3 separate regions of the Sus scrofa genome follow, and regions 1 and 2 are each linked to region 3. A link is a contact called in public Hi-C and HiChIP or PLAC-seq data. All regions are on one chromosome and are shown on one strand. Each heading gives the region's core, a stretch centred on a gene start, on an enhancer-like site or on the middle of the called end of the contact. The rest is flanking DNA. Distances are from core to core; before and after follow the strand shown.

Region 1 (3,953 bases), core at 1,141-3,640, 730 kb after region 3:
TATGGGAAACAGAAAAAGGCTGACTATGAATGGGTTATGTTTTAGTTCCACGGTGGACATGAATTATGATAATTTAGACATTCTGGTGGTTAAACCAAAGAGGCAGGAAAAACACGGCTTACAAGTCCCAGCAAAAGTTAAATTTGTGGCATCACAGCTGAAAGACAGGGTCATGGAAAGCGACCTGAAATTTATTTCTGGACTTTCCTGCCTCCACTAAAATCGATGACACTATTTCCCATCTCTTATTGTCAAATCACAACAGTCCGGAAGCCTGGACTGAATTCACTTGGCAGGTAACAGGAGCAACCCTAGGAGGAAGTCCTGAAGGATGTCAGATACCATATTTCCTTTACTCCCACATACTTTTCATCTTAATACCGCCAGGATATATTTACCATGAGCTCTGACACCCAATAAGCATTCTGGTGGACACAAACTGGCATACTCTACTGAAGGTCCCTTGCGAGATCTTTAAGAAGCTTAGATGGGTAAAACATTCAGACTACCACTATAATGAACATCTCTGGATGGCTCGTAAATTCTTTCATTCCCAGCAATCAAGAAGCAGCTGTTAAAATCCTGGAATCCTCAGAGTAGCAGATCTTAAATACCTCCAAGCTGGCCAGGAAGTTTCCCAACTGCTTTCTTCTCCTTCCCCTCCCCCACCCTAGGAGTGCCAGCCTGGCAGGACTAAAGATGACCCAGGAAGGAAAAAGAGAGAGAGTAGCGGACCTGGTGAAAGCAGAGATACAGACTGCCTTCATGGCTGCTACACAGAAATACCAACTCTCTGTACCCACCAACCCGGTTTCACCTTTCCTCTCCCATCTCTACAAACAGATTAACTTCTGCAGCCTGAGGGTCTGGCATTTCAAGTTAACGACCTCAGCAGTCCTAAACCCAATTCCTCAAAGATCCTAAACCAGGCACTTCCTTTCCTTGCCAGAGTGGGAGGCCCATCCCACGGGAAGATTCAGCTTCCTTTATCTTGCAACCTTCCCAGACTTCGATTCTTCTAGGGTCAAGTTCAAGATGAAGGTGCCCTCCTAACCTCCCCGAGTTTATTCCAGCAAGGAAGGGCGCTACCGAGACGAGTACCATCCCTCGAGGCACCGGGATCTGGGGCTGCCAAGGGTGGGCTGGAGGGAGTTGGTACGGGAAAGACTGTCACGGAGCCGGGTGACCTCCGAACCCCCGGGCGCAGCGCCGTATTTCTACCTGGCCACCGCCGCATTTCCTCCCGGAGCCTCACACAATAAGTGAAGTAAGTTTTGAGAACGCCGGTCTAGCGACGTCTCTGTCGGCAAACACCGCACACAATGCCTTAGGGCTTCCTTCCTCGCCAGCCGTTCCGGAAAGCTCCAGCGCCAAAGCCGGGAGCCCCTCACACCCACAACGTGGCGCGCCCGCACCCCAAAGTCCTGCAGGAAGAACTTGCCCCCGATATATGTTTCCCAAAAGAAGTAAGCACGCTTCACTCTCCAAGAACGGGAGGGTACATAACCTTAATACAATTCCAACTCTCCTTCAATCTCTAATCCTAATTCACCTACCCCTTCCCCCAAAAAACGTGGATATACTCATCGCAATGTTCTTGGAAGCGAAGCAATACTTTCAACTCTGCTGGGGTTTAAGTTCACGCGTCAACTTCGCGACCCGCGCTCACCTACACTCCCGGGGCGCCCTGGACCCCACGGTGGCAGGCGCACCTCTCCCCCGCCTCTCCTGCCCCAGGTACCAGGCGCAGCCAGGCCCTTGCCAAGCCCAGAGGCTACAGAGGAGGCGGGAAGGGGGGCGCGGAGACGCGCCGGGCGGGGGTGATCCCGAAACTCGAGCGTGCCGCCGCGCGTTCCCAGTGCCCCCGAACCCCAGCTCCACCCGGGGCCCGCTCGGTCCGTCGCAGTGGGGAAGCTAAAAGAAGGCACCGATTCTCCAGAGACGCCAGGACCAAGGCCCGGAGCGCCCAACATGTCCGTGCCTATCCCCGGAAAGCTCCCGGGTGTGCCCAGCGAAGGGGGGCAGGGAGGCTCCAGAAACTTTCCCACATGCCTTTCCACTCTCCCCATCACCCTCTCCTCTTCCCGGGACCCCCAGCTCCCCTCTGCACTGCAGCAGCTGGTCCTGCCCCGGACGCGCGGAGCCCGGCGGCGGCGCCAGAGCGGCGGGAGTTACCTGCAGGGAAAGTTTCCAGCTCCTCCGCGCTGCTCCCCACCCCCAGGGCCGGGCCTCGGGGCGCGGCCAGCTCTGCGCTCCGCGGCTACCTCTCCTCCGACTCCCAAGGCGGCCGCTGCTCCCGCAGCTGCCACAGCTAAGGCTGCGCTCCCGCCCGTCCCCCCTCCTCGCACAGCCCACAGCCGGGCCTCATTGGCAGCGCGAATCCCCGCCCTTGCGCGTGTTCCCGAAGGCACCTTCCTCTCGCGCGCCCGCCCGGGCCGCGCCTCCCGCGCCCCTCCCAGCCCTGGGCTGCGGCAGCTCCTGGGACCCGCTGGGGTGCGGTGCGCGAACTTTCTATAGGGTCCCCCCACCCCCGACCTTCCCCCAGTGGGGCTAGGCCCCCGATGCTTCGCTTAGGCCCCTCCAGGATTGGATCAAGATGGGTGATAATCTTTTTTTCAACCTCTACAAATCAGTGAAGTGGCCCGGCCTCCCCCCTCCTTGCTGCTTTTTGAAAGCAGCGGAGGAGGACATATGGGAGCAATTAACCAAGCTGAAATTTTGGTGGATGCTTTAGGGTGACTTGTGTGGCTTTCTTGAATTTTCTCTGCCTCACTTAACTACACACCACACACACGTGCGCGCGCGCGCTCAAACATTCACTTTCTGGAGCAAGATTGAGTTCAGGCAGATGGAAGGTGTAAGGGGCATCTCGCCTGCTGTGTCTTTTTCTTTCCCAAATGCGAATTAGGGACTTTCAGGAGCCCGTGATTGCCTCCTGCGCCCCTGGGACCAGGTCCCAGAGCCTCCAATCGCTCTGGGGTGGCCCTGTGTTGTTCTGTGCTGTATTTACGCAGGGCCAACATCGTGCTTGTATCGGCGGGAGGAGGGAGGTATGGAGGTAGGAGAAACACAAAGATGCTATTATTGTTTCGGTTGGCAGCAGTAAATTAAATTACCAAGTTTCTAAAATGTATTGTTATACCCTAGCAGAGGAAAACCAGGATAGGGCCCAAAGATTCTGGAGTCCCCCCAAGATCCCAGGCAAGCAATTCAGGCTGGGGGGCTCGGCCCAGTCCACACCCGAAGCCCTTTAAATCAGCCTTGGTCACGGAGGGATCAGCTAAGACTGTTGCTGCCTTGCATGGCCTGTGGGAATCGTGCACCGGTCACCCAGATAATGTGTCTGGAGCAGGGAATACAGAAGTTGCTATAAATGGATTTATTGGCAACCCCTAACCTTATGTGGCAAACCCGCCTTTAAAGACAACTGTGTTTTAATCAAGTTCCCCCATAAAAACTTCAACCTCACGCAGAGCTTCCCAATATAAAGATTCCTAGTAAGAGGAGAGTCCATATGTAAAGTTCCTGTGAAAAGGGACAGGAAGTAAAATGACATACAATCTCTTTACATAAATAAAAGATGACTGAAATTTGCTGGCTTTTTCACCCACAGTTTTAAAGGCTTGATTATTACTGTCCTGATATTTGAACAGTAAACATATCAGCAGCCTTGAAGTCGTCCTGAAACAAAGCAGGATATGAATATTTAAAACATAAACTTACTAAACCAGAAAAGCTATTGACTTATTTCTTCACTCTGAAATATCTCATTACTGAAAAATATGGTAATGCATTTTATTTAATTTCTCTTGAAATGAAATACAAACAAGTTACCAATCTTTCAACAATAGATTAAAAAGCAGGACAGCAGCCTTAGTAATAAAAGAATGACACAAATGAAAGAAAAAAAAACCTGTTACTCTATCTAATCTGAATTATTAAGATATAAAAGA
Region 2 (3,887 bases), core at 193-2,692, 600 kb after region 3:
AGCCACCCACCTCTGGACTGTTAACTAGAGAGAAAAAGACATTCTTGTTTAAGCAATTAGATATTTAGTTTGTTTGTTTGGTTTTCAACAAGAAGCCAAACTTAATCCTAACCGTGATCTTGAATTACTGGCCCCAACCTCTCTTTACAGTTAGGATGAAGTTTGCCACCACTGGGCATAATGAGGGAATATGTCTAGTAGAAAAATTTTAATGTCTTAAAAATGTAGCATATCAGAGTATCTAACTTTGTGATTCCTATTTAAAATGGGTAATGTTTAAATAAATTTAAGTAAAATTTTTTAAATATATTTTTAATTTTTATTATTTTTAAATTGAAATATAGCTGATTTACAGTATCATGTTAGTTTCAGGCATATAGCATGGTAATTCAGGTTTCTTACAGATTATACTCCAATAAAGGTTATTATAATATATTGGGTATAATATAGGGATAGCTCATTATGGTTTTGATTTGCATTTCTCTAACAATTAGTGATGTTAAGCATCTTTTCATGTGCCTGTTTGCCATCTGAAAGTCTTCTTTGAAGAAATATCTATTCAGGTCTTCTGTCTCCCCTCTTTATCAGGGCTGCAACTGCAGCATATGGAAGTTCCCAGGCCAGGGATCAAACTGGAGCTACAGCTGCCAGCCTATGCCACAGCCACTGAAACACAGAATCCGAGCTGCATCTGTGACCTACACCAGAGCTCACAGCAATGCTGGATCCTTAACCCACTGAGCAGGGCCAGGGATCGAACCCGTGTCATCACGGATACTAGTTGTGTTCATTACCACTAAGCCACAATTGGAACACCCCCATTTTTTTATTGGGTTGTGGTTTTTTTTTTATATTGAGCTGTATGAGCTATTTTAAATGTATGGTTTTAAATTAGATTATAAACATAAGAAATGTAAGTTAAACTTAAAGGCTATGGAAAGCCATGTTTAAAATTATTAACTACAACACACTGAACTGTAATTTGAAATTCATATCATCTGTAGACAAAATGCTGCTCTCAGACATCAAAAAGCTCATTTTAAAAACAATGGCCCCTCCAGTGTATAGTCACTTAGTCTCTTACTTTCAAAATACTCCCTGGAAGGAATTCAGGAAGAAAGGAGGGAAGGAGAAAAAAAATACCCTTAACTTCAAGTCCAACATAATCTACCCACAGCCTCTAGCTGGCCAGCAAAGCTAGCCATCATTCATTTCTGGTCCCTCTGCTGAGTTCTAGAACCTTCCAGGTGCCACTGCAGTACTCACTGTCATCACTGTGTACTTGTCAGCATCCCCACAGAACTCACTCCTCCGTGTTCCTGGCACCTGTAAGAGGAGGCACTCTGCCCTGAGACACCATCTCTGAGGTCAGGAGCAGCCTGTAATCTTGCTGTGCGCAGCCAGAGGCCAATGTGTCAGGACACACACAAGTGGTCTCTAACAGCCCTGGAGAGCCATGGTGGGCTGGGCTTGTGAGCTTGAGGCAAACGTCCTTCTCTGACCTCTGCGGAGAGGAGCTCACACTTGAACACACGTGGTTCCCATTATCTGAAATACCTCTTGAAAACATCAGAAACCGAAGGGGACAGCAGCAAAGCGATATTTTGGGGGCTTTGCTGTTATCTCTTTCGAGTCGGAACAGGACAAATTACACTCACAGAGGACATAGGTGACCTGTGACATCACTGACAAGGAGCCAGATGAAGAGGCACAGGCAGAGCTCGTCTCCTCCCAACACATCTGCCATCGCCTGTAACAACCGAGACACTCACAACCCTCTCAGCACCAGCGTTCAACTTTCCACCAGTGCCTTGGGTGCAGGACATAGCAGAGGGGCCGGCTTCCACATTCGCTCAGTTGCAGTTCAGATTCTTACTGAATTTTCTTTATCTATCAAAGCCATGGCAATTTTACCTCACTCTCAAAAGCTGACCTAGATAAGCATTAAATTGAGAGTTCTTGGTGACACACGGACTTAATACAACAAAAAGAGTGACTGCTTGTTGATTTTCTTTAAAACCAACTCAGGCTGTCAGACTAATCTCCAGCTCAGCACTTGCTAACATTTAAATGATCCCACCAACTCTCTCACCTCTCCCCTTCTGAGGATGCACGGCCTACAGACGTAAACATTCCAGGAGGCAGAGAGCTGCTAATCCCCCACTAGCCCCTCATTCCCACATGTCACAGTGGGCACTCGCGGGAGTCCTGGCTACCTTCCACAAGGGCTTAAACTTCTGAAAACTTTTGGCCCAAGAAGAATGGGACAATTAAAACAAGTCCTCCACCTACCTACAGCCAAAGAGAAAAGCTCTAGAAGTTCTGGGTTTCAACCTGTTGCACTTTTATATCCAGCTATTAAACAACTGTGAATAATCAGAGTGAATAATCTAGAAGTTCTGGGTTTCAACCTGTTGCATTTTTATATCCAGCTATTAAACAACTGTGAATAATCAGAGTGAATAATCTAGAAGTTCTGGGTTTCAACCTGTTGCACTTTTATATCCAGCTATTAAACAACTGTGAATAATCAGAGTGAATAATCTAGAAGTTCTGGGTTTCAACCTGTTGCATTTTTATATCCAGCTATTAAACAACTGTGAATAATCAGAAAAAAGCTCACTTTAAGAAACACATTAGGGGTTCCCGTTGTGGCTCAGTGGTTAACAAATCCGACTAAGAACCATGAGGTTGTGAGTTCGATCCCTGGCCTTGCTCAGTGGGTTGGGGATTTGGCGTTGCTGTGAGCTGTGGTGTAGGTTGTAGATCCCCAGTTGCTGTGGCTGTGGCGCAGGCCGGCAGCTACAGCTCCGATTAGACCCCTAGCCTGGGAACCTCCACATGCCATGGGAGCGGCCCTAGAAGAGGCAAAAATACCAAAAAAAAAAAAAAAGAAAGAAAAGAAAAGAAAGAAAGAAAGAAAAAGAAACACATTAAAAGTTAACGGTATGCAAAAACAAAACAACTACTGGGAATTTTAACTTTAAAGTGTTCACTTTTTATGCAAACCCAGTCGTGTATAAAGGCAAAGTCAGAATGCAGCCTCTCTTTTAAGAACTTGACATTTTTTTTTTCTTAAAGTATTTTAGCTACTAGATAATAGGGTCAGGAGAGAGGCAGAATTCCTCAGAAATTGTTTCTAGGAAACAGCAATCCCTATGCACATACCACACGGTGGCGCCGCTTCAATGCTAATTTCAGACAAAATGCAGAAGAGTGTTTCTTCACCATGAAGATAGTAATGCTTGTACTCATGAGCAGTTAGGCGCAGGAGGTCCAGATTTTAATATCTAATGTCTCAGGTCACACACATATGGTTAACAATTTACATGGAGAAATTAAAATCCTACAGCCAGTCTGCCCCCATTTCAGGCTGGACCTAAGAGAACTGAGAACTGGGACATACTCACCCAGCAAAGGCTGGTCAGCGTCACTAAGAGCCAACAAGGTAACATGCAGGGCAACATGCAAGGTAACATGCAAGGGCCCATGGCAGGTGCCTCACAGTACAACACTTGAATGTCATCGACCTCTGAAGTTATACTGATACAAATAAGTGAGAAAGAAGAGAAGACTCTCCCAGGTAGAAAAATTCCAAATAATTTATGTGCATTCTCCACTCTCAAGGAGGAGAGCCTGACACCTCACCCTTCACGGTGGGCTGTGCATAGTGACCTCCCTCCAGAGAGTATGGAGAGGGACGTGGGATAGAGTGACTTCACTGTGGAGATACCTGGCAACTGTTACCTTGGCCAGGTGACCAAGTTAACAAAAACTGAGCTAAGTTATGTTGAAGTATCACATCCACATGATGCGCTATAAATAGTGCTTTATACCTCTGTGGTCTTCCTCCCCCAAACCCCTTAGCTTCAGTCTAATCATGTGAA
Region 3 (3,647 bases), core at 877-3,376:
GCCTCCCCCCACCCCAAAGAATATATGCACATGTTTATATAGGGGCATCATTGTGCTTTATCTGGGAAATTAATCTCTCTTGCCAATGAGGAAGAGAAATCACTTGTACTTAAGTAAGTATGAATTTTTAATCATTCTTATTCAAGACATCTGATCCAGTACTCAACTTTGGAAAAAACTCAGAACTATACTTACCAAGCATGTTTATATCTGTGGTATAATTTAGGGCAAAAGAAGAGTTGTAAAAAATTCTTACATGTAAAGATTTGTAGTATAGACTTTATATAAGTAGATAGCACTTTGCCTGTGAAAAACGGCCAGCACTCCGTGAAGGGGGTATTTCAGGGAGGGTAAAATTTGAATGTTATTCTGACCAGAATGGACAGATGGACTTTAATATCCGTTCCAATTGTTTATACTCATCAAGTATTATGTCCCCCAGGGTGTTGACTGCTACTCACTACTAGAACTTAATCCTCATCTTAACTCTAAGAATTGACTGCTACGCTTCTAGGAAAACATTAATAAATAAATAATTACGGTAAAATCAAGAATCAGACCTATATCTTCTACCGCTAATGCCTCATATACCCCTGAGGTTTCACAAAATGCTGTATGTAGAGCTGTAAATGAAACACTGACCTCATTTTTTAAAAAATTTTTAATACGGATTTTGTTTGTTTTTTGGCTACACCTGAGGCATGCGGAAGTTCCCCAGCCAGGGACGCCCCCCCCCTTCACAGCAGTATCCACTCATAGCAGTTACAACTCCAGATTCTTAGCCTGCTGAGCCACCAGGGAATTCTGTAATGACCCCATTTCTGAAACAAAATTTTATCTCAAAGGAAAGCAAAAATCTAGTTACACTATATGCCTGCCTTTTTAACAATGGTATACCATTTGATTTTTAAGTCAAAAATTCATCTTTAACCTTACCTCTTGGCTCTAGACAGAAACGGACAGATGAGAGCAAGGAGAGATTTTTAAATTATTTTTAAAATGAAAAAAAAAACTAAAATATTATACAAAATCGGAAAAAAAAAATCTTACTGAATTCCACTTCACTTGGCACCTTTGTTCTTAATAGTGACAAACGACAGCATTCGTGATGAATTTATTACCAAGAGAGATGTTGCCCATATATTTACATCTGTACGTAGGAAAAAAGAATTACAGTATTTTTGGTGTGTGTACACAGTCATCTTCATTATGCAGTTTCATCAAAATGAAGGAGTACTATGTTCTACTGATGCCCTCCATATTTTTACTTCTTAGGCCAACAAGTCCGTTCTTACACATATCATCACGTATTTCCATTTGAAGAACGTACAATTTACCACAAAGCAAAAGAAAGCCCAAAGTTATTACGATACTCAAGAACTTGGACAATCAATCAGCAAATATTTACCGCATCTAAGGTGCTGGCAAAGTCCCTACAATTCAAGGCTGGGCTGGCAGAGCCCTGAGTCTCTTGGCCTTCAACACCTCGCTCATTAAATATTTTACACGTGACACTGCTCGCCCTCGGGGCTCGGTAAAGACCCTCCTAAACCCAACCTAAGGGGAGGCCGCCAAAGGCCAAAATATGGCTCAAGCCCCTTGCCCGAGCCCGCCGCAAGTCCATATGGAAGACGCACAACCTGCCCCCTTCACCCGTCACAAAACTCCACCACGGGACGAAAGGCTCCGGGCAAAGAAGGCCTGCGGACAGCTCCGCTTCGTTCGCGGGATCAAGCTCCTTCACCCCATCTAGAGAGGAAGGAAGCAGGGGCCTCCGCGTCCCCGGGGCCGCACTTCATTTCCTCCCCTCCCCCACCAGCGGCCTAGACTAGAACCACCTACCCCAGAGGTAGAAGCCCAAACTCCGCAGCTTATTCCCCTTCTTCCGGTGCTAACACCGAACAGGCGCGTCCGGCTCCCAGCGATCACACCACTACCTTCTTCCTCTGAGTTCTAGGCCTCTAAATGAGGCTGAACAGTCGGCGGCGAAGCACAATGGCGCCCGCCCTTCTCCAGGATCAGGCGCAGAAGCAGCCGCCACCGTTAAAAGCCCCTCCCTTCTCTTCCTTCCCCCAACCCCACCACTTCGCGGATTCCGCCGACTTCTCGCGAGAGTGGCGAAGCTCCGCGGACCCGAGAACTGCGGGCGGACTCGACGTACCCCACCGCGGGGTGGTGCTCTGACTGCGGCAACCGTTGAAGGGCTGCCCCTGGGGAGTCAGCGAGGCGCCATCGGTAAGCGGCTTCGACTGGTCGGCCGGCGGGCTTGCGAGGGTGCGGGCGCCGGGAGCTGGGCGCTGGAGGCCCGGCCCTAGTTGGCCGCCCTCGCCTGGCTTGGCGAAGGGCTGGTATCCAGCCCTGCCGTTCTCCAGAGCCCAAGTCCGTGGCACAGGCTCTTGCCTCCTCCTGCAAACCTGCAAGGCCCACTGCTCAAAATACCGCCCCCGCCCCTTTTTTTTTCCGCTTGAGGAGTGGCGCAGTCAATGTTTATTGACTTGAATCAAACACTGCCTTTTCCGACCTCCCCTCCTCCCATTCCCTGTCTGCCCTGTGTATCCGAACCCTCTCCTTTAAAGGTTGGAGTGGATTTGTCCCGGACCATTTGTTACTGGTTGTAATTCAGTGGTGGTGGTGTAGTTTCTTAGACAAGTCTTTTAAGATCGTTTTACTAATCTTTGGTAGTGTAGCTACAGATTTTGCAGTAAGAATTCATCCATTTAGAGAGGAAAATTGTGAGGTAAATGGCCTGACGAGAATGAGACGAAACTTTCAGAAATCTGTAAATGTGGTAAACCAAGATATAAAAGAATCCTAATGAAAAGGAGTAGATTAGAGGAAAAAGCCACAATTTCGGTGAATTTAGGTGAATATGTGGATTTTGAATAATGTACCAAACATCAAAGTTCTTCACCAGTAAAGATTAAGTTATTGAAACTTGGAGGCATACTGATTACACTTGATTGGTACACTGACCTATTTTCATTAGGTTGTTTAAGCAATTCTTTAGATCCAAGTAATTTCAATAAATGTAGTATGAAGTTTGTGGTTTTTGTTATTTCATCCGGAGGGTGAAATGTATCATCCCTCTGTCTTAGAAACTAACAGACTGTTCATTCTTCACTATTGTAAATTGTAAAATATTAAAGATAATTATTATTTAAAGTTGGCATATAAATGCCATTCTATCTCTTTAAAATGTGAGTTGAAGGAGTTCCCATTGTGGCTCAGCAGTTAACATATCCGACTAGTATCCGTGAGGAGGTGGCTTTGATTCCTGGCCTCGCCTAGTGGGTTAAGGATCCAGCATTGCCATGAGCTGTGGTGTAGGTTGCAGATGAGGCTCAGATCTGGCATTGCTCTGGCTGTGGTGTAGGCTGGCAGCTGCAGCTCCTATTCAACCCCTAGCCTGAGAACCTCCATGTGCCGTGTGTGCAGCCCTAAAAAGACCAAGAAAAAAAAAAAAAAAAAAAGGTGAGTTGAAGACTATCTAATATGGAATAAAGTGAACAGGGATTGTTTGAGAAAATTAATTTGCTCTTTATAGAAAATTTGCCCAGGTTTCTTCCAACTGTTTGAGTCTACCTGTAGCATTGTGGTTATGAACATAGACACCCTGAGCACAGGCTGCATGGGTTCAAATTTTAGCC

The links. A called contact is a pair of places that touch in the nucleus more often than the background predicts. HiChIP or PLAC-seq counts read pairs in DNA pulled down with a chosen protein or histone mark.
Region 1: a contact with region 3 is called in an H3K27ac HiChIP or PLAC-seq map of skeletal muscle, with 2.7 times the contacts expected there. The contact joins the promoter of TANC1 here to the promoter of MARCH7 in region 3. A contact is called at or near these places in 1 of 5 promoter capture datasets (fetal liver) and 1 of 2 datasets of contacts at active chromatin or transcription factors (skeletal muscle).
Region 2: a Hi-C map of fetal liver shows a contact between it and region 3, with 2.0 times the contacts expected there. The contact joins the enhancer-like site here to the promoter of MARCH7 in region 3. A contact is called at or near these places in 6 of 47 Hi-C or Micro-C datasets (embryonic fibroblasts, fetal heart ventricle, fetal liver and 2 more) and 1 of 2 datasets of contacts at active chromatin or transcription factors (skeletal muscle).

What each region holds. Positions count from the first base shown.
Region 1 is chr15:65,918,605-65,922,557 of Sscrofa11.1, reverse strand. TANC1 (protein TANC1) reads right to left here and starts at 2,390. Exons shown (of 26, transcript XM_021074763.1): 1 at 2,176-2,390.
Region 2 is chr15:66,050,471-66,054,357 of Sscrofa11.1, reverse strand. All of the region lies in intron 3 of TANC1 (protein TANC1), which reads right to left. Among named protein-coding and RNA genes, the nearest start is that of TANC1, 130 kb to the right of the region's middle. Within about 2 kb of position 1,442, at least 7 of the 83 cell types and tissues checked have an H3K27ac peak or open chromatin away from gene starts, as enhancers often do. A contact at or near this core is called in fetal liver, where this site is marked.
Region 3 is chr15:66,647,842-66,651,488 of Sscrofa11.1, reverse strand. It overlaps MARCH7 (E3 ubiquitin-protein ligase MARCH7), which reads right to left and starts at 2,126. Exons shown (of 10, transcript XR_299495.3): 1 at 1,843-2,126. It overlaps LOC110256931 (a long non-coding RNA gene), which reads left to right and starts at 2,099. Exons shown (of 5, transcript XR_002339014.1): 1 at 2,099-2,235.